2 separate regions of the Rattus norvegicus genome follow, and region 2 is linked to region 1. The links are chromatin contacts, called in public Hi-C maps. All regions are on one chromosome and are shown on one strand. Each heading gives the region's core, a stretch centred on a gene start, on an enhancer-like site or on the middle of the called end of the contact. The rest is flanking DNA. Distances are from core to core; before and after follow the strand shown. Region 1 holds the start of Hivep2 (HIVEP zinc finger 2). Region 2 has its middle 53 kb from the start of C1h3orf38.

The links. A called contact is a pair of places that touch in the nucleus more often than the background predicts.
Region 2: a contact with region 1 is called in a Hi-C map of prefrontal cortex, with 5 times the contacts expected there. The contact joins the enhancer-like site here to the promoter of Hivep2 in region 1. A contact is called at or near these places in 6 of 12 Hi-C or Micro-C datasets (the A7r5 cell line, the Rat2 cell line, Schwann cells and 3 more) and 1 of 1 datasets of contacts at active chromatin or transcription factors (oligodendrocytes).

What each region holds. Positions count from the first base shown.
Region 1 is chr1:10,176,085-10,181,035 of GRCr8, reverse strand. Hivep2 (HIVEP zinc finger 2) reads right to left here and starts at 1,634. Exons shown (of 9, transcript NM_024137.1): 1 at 1,404-1,634.
Region 2 is chr1:10,555,383-10,560,843 of GRCr8, reverse strand. No RefSeq gene overlaps it. Among named protein-coding and RNA genes, the nearest start is that of C1h3orf38, 53 kb to the right of the region's middle. Within about 2 kb of position 2,178, at least 24 of the 93 cell types and tissues checked have an H3K27ac peak or open chromatin away from gene starts, as enhancers often do. A contact at or near this core is called in prefrontal cortex, where this site is marked.

The sequences.
Region 1 (4,951 bases), core at 385-2,884:
AAATTTTTATTAATATCGATCTTATTAATACTTCAAGTAATTTCTAGGTTTGATCATTCACGCAAAAGAAACTGTTGAAGAGAAAAAAAAAAAAACAACAGCCCTGATGAGGGCTGAGTTGGCAAAAACAGCAACAACAACAACGACGACGACGACGACGAAAACAAGATATATACAAAAACAGCCCTCCTGTGAATTACTGAAGTCTTGCTTTGAGAGTGCAAGAAAGTACCTGTATAGTATTTTTTTAATAATTTGGAGTTATTTTTAAAATGGCAGAAAAGGAAAGAAGAAAAAAAATCAGTTCAATTTTCCTATTATAATGAAAGGACCGGAAGCAAGCCTCTCTGTGTTCATTTTAGGCCTAAATAACTGTGCAGAGCATAAGGGTTTTGCAATGTCAGTTGCACACACAGCTTCCTGTGTGAATTCTAAGCCATTACAGGTGTTCTGGGGTTTCCAGTGTAACCTATTATCAAGAGATTCCTCTGGTCCCTTCTATGCTAGCCCCTCTGCCCTCAGCCCAAGCACGTTACTGCGGGTCTCCTCCTGGCGTCTGTGTTACAGACCCTTTCTCTTCCCTGTGCCTCCGGAGGTGAGAGCGCCCACTTTCCCTAGGCGACGCAAGTCAAAAGCTTTCGCATTCAGAGGACTAGTTCCTGCAGTCCTTTGCACTTAGATGCTTTCAAGTAGGCGAGTGAGGCGAGCCACTGCAAGAAACGCTCCTTCCCCTCGGTCTCTTCCCCCCGCTAGAAGCTGCATCCCTGCAGCACAACATCCAGAGACCCTCTCCGACCTTCTAGCCTCCACACAAACTGAGCTTAGAGGGTTGGGGTCGCATTTTCTCCCGTCCTCTGCTGCACTGGGTATGTTATGTAAGAGGGACAGGACGCGGGAGGCACATGCGTATAAAGCGCACCGATCTGTGATAACAGCTGGGATGGCAAGGCTAATCTGGAGTCGTACCCCCACCAAATACGACAGACAAATCACCCCCACCATACACACACACACACACACACACACACACACACACACACACACACACACGCACGCACGCACATATAGAAGCTATGTTTTCCTGTCTTAGCCCTACCAGCACCAGACGCACAGAATGGAAAGGAGGGGGTTGGGGGTGAAGGGAGGTGAGAGGTGCGGCGGCAGCAGCACATCTGCTTTGATAGCAGCCAGCAGAGCCGCCGCGGCAGAGAGCCCCTCGTTAACCCCCTTCCTGTGGCTGCACCACGTCATGGAACATTCCCGGAACGGGCCAACGTTCCACCCACTTCAGGGAACAGACATAAAGGCGCAGACCCAGCTCCTCGCGGTGCACTGCCCAAACACACATGTTTCTTCCCGATCCCCCGACCAGAAGCACAAACAAGCATGCAATCCGCCCCCACCCGTCTCCACGCGCCGGGGGCCAGCCGGCGGCGGCTGGAACTGCTCTGCGGCCGGTGCACCCGCAAGGCGAGGGCGCCTCCGCCTGAACCTTCCATGGAGACAGTCCCCTCCTTCTTCGCTTCCTTCCTTCCTTCTCTCCTTCCTTCCTTCCTCGCTCCGGAGGAGAAAGGAGTCACCGAATTGCCCAGCGCCAGCGCCTCCGCCGCGCTCGCTCGGCCGCAGGCCGGCGGCCCGGCCCTTGCGGTCCGCTCGCCCGCTCGCCCGCTCGCCCGCCCGCGCCGCCCCCAGCCCCGCGCCGCGCCCCCTCCCCCGCTACCTGACAACGGGCCGCCGGCCGCGGCAGCCGCAGCGGTGGCCGGGCGGTGCGCGCCGGTGCACGTCCCTCATTAGTAACCAGGCACATTCCTGCCTCCAGCGCTCCCGCGCGGCCCCCTCCCCCCCCAGGACATTACGCAAAGCAGCCTCCCCTCATCTGCATAGAACCTCGGCCAGGGTATTCCCCGCATTTCCCAATGCGCCCGACCCCCCTTGCCTAGGTCTCCCCCATCCCCGCCCCCTCCGACCCTTACCCCTGGGCCACCGGGAAAGCGGCCGGGGGCGCGCGCCACGGAGGGGGCGATGGAGTTGGGAGAAGGCGATTTCAGGGTAAAGTGAAACAAGCTCGATCTCTGGTGCAGGCAGGAAAAACACGGCACCGAGGCCACTTACCGAGCCGAGAAGGGACCTAGATTCCCGCCGCTCTGCTCTGCCGGCGGCCGGTGCGCCCTCCACGCACCCCAGGGCTGCACCCAGTACCCAAGAGTCGAGGCGTGGAGGGAGGCTGCTACCCAGCCAGGAGACCTTTCAAGTTGCTCGAGCTCCGGCAAGCTTCAATGTCCAAGACTCAACTTGGCAAATACTTGTGCCACAGTCACCGAAGATGTCTTTTTTTTTTCTTTTTCCTTTTTCTTTCTCTTTTTGAGGAGACCCTCCTCCACCGGGGAGAGACAGCGCACGGCGGCGCCCCGCTCTCCAGCTCTCCACCCCCTCACCTCCAGCCCGCCTCCCGCCGGCCGCCAGCCTCCCGGCCGCGAGCCCCTCGGGCGGCTGTCAGCTCCCGGCAGTCCGGGTGACAGCGGCCGAAGGAGGGCGCGACGCGGCGGGCGGTGGGGGGGATCCTCGCAGCCGCGGCGGCCGCTCACCTGTAAAGTCACAGCAGCGCAGGAGGAGGAAGAGGAGGGAGAGGAGGAGGGGAGGAAAGCCCCCCGATGCCCTTGTTCTTGCTGCCGCGGCCGCTCCTCGCCCAGGCTGAGCGTGTCTGGTGGGGGGTGTCTGGTAGCATTTCCTTAAGGACAGAGGGAGGGCGGGCGCGGAGGGAGGGAGGAGGGAGGGAGGCGATCCCCACCGCCAGCCCAGGCTCCTCTTGCCTTTATTTATATATTTATTTATTTTCGGACACTGTTAGGAGATGGAGCCAGGGCGGGGGCCAGGGCGGCCAAGCTGGGGCTCGAGCCGCCGGGACCCGGGCCGCAGTTTGTCGGCGTGAGGGAGCCGCAGCGGCCGCCTCCCCTCCGGGCTGTGGACGCACCGGGTTATTCCTGGCAGCGCCTCCCCGAACAGAAGTTACTAGGAGGAGTGCGCGGCGAGGGCGGGCGGGGGAGAGGCGAGGGAAGGGAGGGAGGAAGAGGGAGAGACTCAGCCAGCGACGTCATCGGATCCCCCAGCGCGTCCCTGGGAGGGAGGCTGAACCAGAAAAACCAGTCTGGAGCCGGCCAGCGGGCGAAGGATGTGCGGTGCGCCCAGCGACCCGGACTGGCCCCGCTGCCCCGCTGCGGGTGCGCGGGTAGGGAAGGTCGCGGTCGCCCTTCCTTCCCTCGGAGCCGAGATCTCCCCTGAGAGCGGGTATCAGCTTGCCACGCAGAAACACTGGGACGTCTGAGCAGTCTGAGAATTTCCTACTAGGGTGTGGAAACCTCCGTGCCCATCCCCTTCCCTCTCTACCCCTCTTCCCACGTACTGGTTCCTTGCCTTCCTAGGGAAGGAAATTAGGTATCAGTGGGATCCTTACATTTTGCCCGGGTACCAGGGATCTCTCGCCTCTTCACCTTCCGACTGCACTCACGATTTTGTTATCAATTGAGGGGGAAAATTTTTTGCTGCAGCCCCTGGAACTCTCAAATGTGTTTCACTAGCATTTTCCGTGCCCCGGCGGAAGCACGAAGTTTTCACGCGCTCGAAATGCCCCAGTTGCTTTTCCCCCGGGGTCACTCCCCAGGGCGCCCCGGGTGCACCCTGCTCAGGAAGCCGCCCGCCCTCGTCCGGGTATTCAAATAGGCTAGGGCTGAGACGCAGGGAGCAGCTGCCGGCTTCCTGGGGGGCCGCGCGGGCAAAGGGGGCGAGCTGCCACCTCCAGCTGCGCGCTTCTGGTTCCCTGCTAGGGACTGAAATCACACCCAGCCCTGGGAGAGCTGGGCGGGGCGGGGGGAGGGGAAGGGAATCCCAAGCGAGTAGGGGCCGGGACTCTGGCTTCCTCCCCAGCCCGGCAACACCCGGGGGACACCGGGGCTCCCTCGGGCCGTTACCCAGCGTGTGTGGACTCGTGTGCACCCTCAAGGGAGGTTCCCAGGAGGTCGCTGCGCCGGAGCGCAGACTCTGGCTTCTGGGCGGTGCCGGCTCCCGGAGCGCCTCCTCCGGGTGGGCACAACGCAGGGCTCGACCGCGCGCCACCCACCCTTTGGATCCAAGCGTCCCTCCGCACCCGGGGCTGTAGCACCCTCTCCCCACCCGCCTGTCCGCGCCACCGCCCAGCCTGGGGCGGAGTAAACAAGAGACGCACAAGATTTGACCTGGCGCGACCCAGCTTTCTGGCCGGGGTTCCCCCGGAGCAGGTGACTCCGTGGGAGGGGTGGAAATTAGCCTCTGGAATTCCAGGCCTGAGACTTGAACTGTGGCTCTGCTTTAAGGCAGGTAATAACTATGAGATGTTTTAGGTCTCCAGTCTCAGTTTTCGCAGTTACCAAACGTCAAGACACTTAAAAAAAATCGTTACCCTTCTCATTACAAATGCATATATTAAAAAGGAAGGACCGCCTCTTTAAATGAGTTGGAGAATAACGCCTTTGGTTTCGTTTTGGTTTTGGTTTTCGTTTTGACCTATAAACAGTATTATGAGAGTCTCCATGTTGTGACAGCATCGCTGTGAAGAGCGACTCTACAAAATGCACTTTTAATCATTTTTAGGAGAAGAAAATCTGGAGATACGGGATAAACTTCACTTTTTTTTTTTTTTAGATGGATCTCAAACTCAGGGCCTGCTTCCTTTTAAGCAGCCTCTCCTTTCACTGTGCAAGTTCCTTGATATTCAGCTCCCTTTGCCTTAACTAAAAAGCCTTAATAGAAAAAAAATCTACCAAGCAGCATTTTAAGTTATATCTTTAAATGTCTATTTAAAATCCAAATGTGATTTTCAAAAAGTTTTCTCCCCTGCTTTCCAGCCCACCTGCTAAATGTGCCGAAAGTCCGTTTTATTTAATTGCTTAATAGAGATTACTCAGTTTCTTTAAGAATC
Region 2 (5,461 bases), core at 929-3,428, 380 kb before region 1:
ACAGTTACTTCTTGGGATGGAGCTGAGCATGAACACAGAGCTTCATGAAGGTTCGGAAGCAGTAAGCCACGTGCTAGCTTAGAGAAAATCTGGACTGTGATTTAAAGCAGGTATTTGTGCACTGTATAATAGTCCTCAAGGTAGGACTGAAGATTGTAACTGGAGGGTAATCACTGGCAGTGGGCCAATGGCCCCATGACGCTCAGTCCAGAAGGAAGGGTAGACCTGGAAGTAATGAGGAAAAGGACTGACTAGTTTGAGAACAGGAAGGATGCCCAGGTGACTGGTACGTGATCGTTCAAGACTTTTTTCTTTCTCTTGCTGCTACATATATCCTGGAATGGCTGGAGGCGCTTACTTATTGAGTGGCAAACTTTCTGTCTTCCTCTCCTTTTCTGGTAAAATGTACCAACTGGAAGGAACCATAAGATGCCCATTTTGTGGACCAAACAGCATTCTAGGTATGTCTGTGACAGATTTTTAGGAAAAAAGAGCAATTAAATTGGAAGAAACAGGGGGGAGGGGCATTTCACTGCTCTTCCTCCTACCAGCTGCTGACCTGACCAAGCACGAAGAAAAGAGAGCATGAATCTGTACTCTGCCCAGTGACTGGGAACATAGGCCTTCTTCTGGTTCTCAGGCCTTTAGATTCAGACTACAACTCTATCCTTCGTTGTCAGACCTCCCAACCGTACCACCAGTTGTACTGAGTCTCTAGCTTGTGCCTGAGAGAGATCATGGGACTTCTTGGCCTCCATCATCATGTGGGCTAGTATCTTCTGACAAATATACATATATGTACAGATATAATATATTCTATTATGCATACCTACAATGTACATATATCATGAATCTATGACACTGGTGTCCTGTTTGTTCTGTTTCTCTGAAAACATATCTTCTGCGCTGCATTTTTCCTTTGCAAGCATGGCAATATCTACCCCGGGAGCTGTGAACAGAAACAGGGTAGGGCTCAAAGCTCATGATCCCCTAATACACTTGGACCAGGCCCTTGATGCACTAGCAGAATCTCCAAGGCCCTTCACATCCTCATCTCAATCCCCGTCTTCCACATCACTAAGTCTAAGTGCATGTCTGATGCTCAGTAAACGTTCCCCTCAAATGATAAAGTTGTTCCTTTTTGCAAAGTTCTCATGTGGGAGTCCATTCACTGAATAAAAGATGTGTGCCTGGGTTGCAAGAATTTAAACGTTACCATCTTCTTCTGGAGGTGCGGGTTTTCCTTTAAATCCGCATGCATTATTCATCAGCTTTAATTCTGTTGTGTTGACCTAGAATTTCATGGCCCTGCAGTGCTGCCGCATACCAAGCATCTTCTAGGAATGAAAGTCTGTCTGAAGCTTCAAATCACATAGAGGCCACTGTATCTCTATTTCCTGGTGCATCGTGTGACAACCCCTCATAAGCCCTCCATAAAGCCATCTCCTCTCTCCTGGAGGAACTTCATCTGCCAGCCCTGCTCTGAGCGCAGAATACATTCCTTCCCTGGAAATGCATGCTTAAATATTTAATGCAAGTATGAATCTGAAGAGCTTCTGGCAGCTGCAGGAAAGGGAGCTGATGGGAAGGGGAAAACAAACTTCATTCGAGAGGATTAAATGAGCTGAAAAATGGCCTTGGTGGTATTCTATAACTCTATAGTAAACAAACCCTGGAGATGCAAAAACAAAAACAAAAAACAAACAAACAAACAAACAAAAAACACATGGAATGCTTGTCCCACGCAAGAGAGTGAACACAGTACAGAATATTCAGGAGGTTCCAGTCTGAAGTAAAATCCAAGCGAGGACAGTGCCAACCTCTGTCTACAGCCTCTCTTATAAATCAGCTCTGCCTCTAGGGAAGACAGATGGCTTAGTATCTAACACAGACATAACCACAACCCGAGCTGAGGGAGACCCGCCAGGAGCCAAAGAAAAAGAGCGCCTTAGAGAAAAGATAAATTGGGCTCTCTTTAAACCCCACCGAAGCTGTTCCTCTGGCAACTCCAGGTACAGCAGGGGGCAGCAGCATCTTCCAACACACAGGCCACCAGCTGTACAACCTTGGCAAGACAGCCTGTAACCGCAGCCATGTGATGCTGTGTCATTAACTCAAGCCCTCGAGCCCCAGGGTCTTCCAGACTGTGTGCAGGCATGGCCGGAGTCTTTTGAAGGTTGAGAGCATCTGCATTCCAGTGCTGTGTCGGAGCAGGGAATGTTAGTCAGCTTTCCTCAGCACAGAAAGTACCAGACTTCTTCCCTGCCAACTTATAAATAAATGATGTAGGCAGGACACACAGGGTCACGGCTACCCAGGCTAAAGGCTCATGCACTTCTGTTTCCAGGAAAGTCAGAATGAAATAACAGAGCCCTGAAAGCACTAGGAGCTCTTCAAAGCCAGGAAAAACCAGTGGGGTCAGGACAGCTCAGAGGACTGATCTCAGTGACCACTTAAAGCAAGCCTCTCATGCATAAGTCATCTCTTTTTCTGTGGTTCATTTTGATTAACCTGCCTTGTGCATATAGGACATCTCGTACACCAAGAGAGTCCATGTTTAGAATTGGCTTTGTGGGGGTTTGTACTTCAACACTTTTAGAGATAGAATAAATCTCAGGTGAGACAAAATAATGCCCCGAGATAGATGGTAGAGTATCAAATAGTCCTTCTTCAAAAGACATCTAGGAACCCATCACATATAGACAGACACATTCTGAGATCTCCACTCCTGGATCCAGATTTTAAACTTGATACGTGAGTCTTCATTCTCTGATAGTCTCAGTTATTTTAAGTTTTATAGCTGATATAGGAAGCTGCTCACCATGATGAGAATGTTTCTCTAAGAAACCTCAGGTTCACTACAGGTAACTAAGGAAGTACATGTTTGGAGAGCAAAGCTTTTAAATAGTGAGCAACCCATACCTTATGAACGTCATCTTATTAATTGCCATGGTGTGATACATGGAATCAACACGCTGTTCTGAATCTCATGTCACTTATGATATTGGTTTTATTAGATCCTTGTATGATACTATGGATTGAAATGTATTTTTATGTGATATGGTCCCAGCTCTTAAGCAGTTTGCACTCTGACAATACAGTTGTCACATGCGAAGGATCATTATACAATGAAGAAGATGCTCCTTGAGGAGAGGCATATAGGTCAATCTTTTGGGGGGAAGAAGCACCATAATTTTCATGAAGGATATTCATGTTGATGCTGTGGTCTGAGTATGCATGTCCTCCAAGAAGTCATATGATCACATTCTACCCATGAAGATGGTATCACTTTAGTCTGTGGTAAATAATTAGGTCAAGGGTGAGGAGTCTCACTAATAAGGCCATGATCTCTATAATGAGGCTTCAGCAGCACATTTATTACTTTGTGAAAATATTAAGAAAATGGTGGTCAATAACCCCCAAAGATGGCCCTCATTGGTACCACCAAGGTTGGCACTTTGCCCTTAGACTTCTCAACACCCAGACCTGTGCCTTCACTTTCACCAGCATCAAACTTATTTTTGAGCATAGTGTCACAGCCATCTCCATATTCTGCTGCTGGGACTTGCATGCTATAATGAGCTATCACCCAGGATGATGATCCAAATAAAACATTTCTCCCTTAAGTTGCTTTGGTCTGAATAAGTTGCCATAGCAACCAGAAAAGAAACCAAGGTGGAACTTGGTACCAAGAAACGGGGCCATTGCTATGCTAAACTGAACCAAAGGTCCAAAGGACAATAAAGTCTTTTGAAACTGCTTTGTGGGAGGAGTTTGGAACTTGAGACTGGAAATTCTGAGCATTCTAAAAGTATTTGAATGAAGAAAGCAGAGATTATTAGGCCGTTCTACGTGGAGCCTTCTCGACAGTGATGTTGAGAGAGACAGGACCAGTGTATGGAGCTCATACACAGATCTTGGACATGAGTCTACAGATAATCCCCTAAGCAAGCCTAAAAGGTGGGGTCCTCAGCCTAGCAGCATATTGCCTAGAGACAGATGTGGTCCTAACAGGTAGATGAACACATGTGTTCAAATGGAATGGATTTGGACATTATGAAGCCATACACTTATAAAGATTTTTCCTAGGTCTTTCGGATCATAGCATGCAGGAATATATATGTTGGGTCCACCTGTGTTCTTGATGTGCATGCATATTTTATGTGCATGCATACATTATGCTAGTTGATTTCTCATCAGTACTAATAAGACTAAGGAATTGGCATGTATCTAGTAAAACATTATATCTGAGTATGTTTGTGTAGGTAGGTATATCCAGAATAGAATATTCTCTCTCTGTCTTTCTTTCCTTCTCTCCATGTGCATATACTTGCATGTCTCCATGTGTCTCTTGCATGCCTGTCCATCACTATATTGGCAAAAGTAATTGAATTATAGGCGTAAACTCTTTAACTTCATATATATATATATATATGTAATTCTATTCCTAAAACATGAGCAAGGTCTCTTTTAGAAAAAGAAAGACATGCAAACTTATGCAAATTATGCAAAATTAATAAATAAAAACTTGTCTAGTTGCTTCAGTACTTCTTCAAAGAATGCTAAAATGGGAATTTAGTAAGATCATAACAGTGACATATAAACATTTGCCGTTCCCTGACTTCCTAAGGACAGGAATTGATTGGAAGACTAGTTTTAACGGCTACAAGATATTAGGTGTAATGCGTTTCCACGCCTTTTGCTCACACGAGGTTCTTGAAAACAGGTCGAAAATTACATTCCACCAACTGAATGCTAAAAGTAGAAAAATCTAACAGCTCTAGACACTTCTCACCCAATTTGCACTTGCCACAGGGAGGCAAATGACAGAACATAGGCTAGGGTATCAGCTCAAGTTGAATTTAGGCTGTGGATTCATCTCTTACTGTCTCCTGAGTATTTTGAGATTCAAACAAGTTTACTAAGTCACAGACTACCACCTCTTGGTTATTACAAGCAGCAGCTAACATATGGCATCCTTATGTACACAGTGTCCATTCTTTCCCCCATATCATTGGTCCCTACTTGATGAAGATGTGTTTACCTACACATCTAAAACAGTAGACAGAAAAATCTGCAGGACGCTATTATCCACAACCTCAAAGCTTTTACAACCACATCTCTCTTACTGATATTTGCTTTGCTCCTGCGGGACTTACCATCCCATTTTACAGATGAGTAAACTGAAGGTCCGGAGCTCACCACAGAGCTCTTCCTCCCAGTGTTAGTGACCTTCATTTCCTGTCAGAGAGCTTCATAAGCAGTGTTTTTTTTCTATCAGCTGCAGAGATAGCTGCTATCCCCTGAGAGAGAAGATCAGGGCCTCCAGTCTGCAAATCCCTGCTAGGCTCCACCCACGCTAGGTACTCATGAAGCCGTCCATGCAACAGATAGTATGCTACACAGTGTCTACACTGCACAGATCATGCAGAATGACATATAGCTATTTCTGGTAACTTGA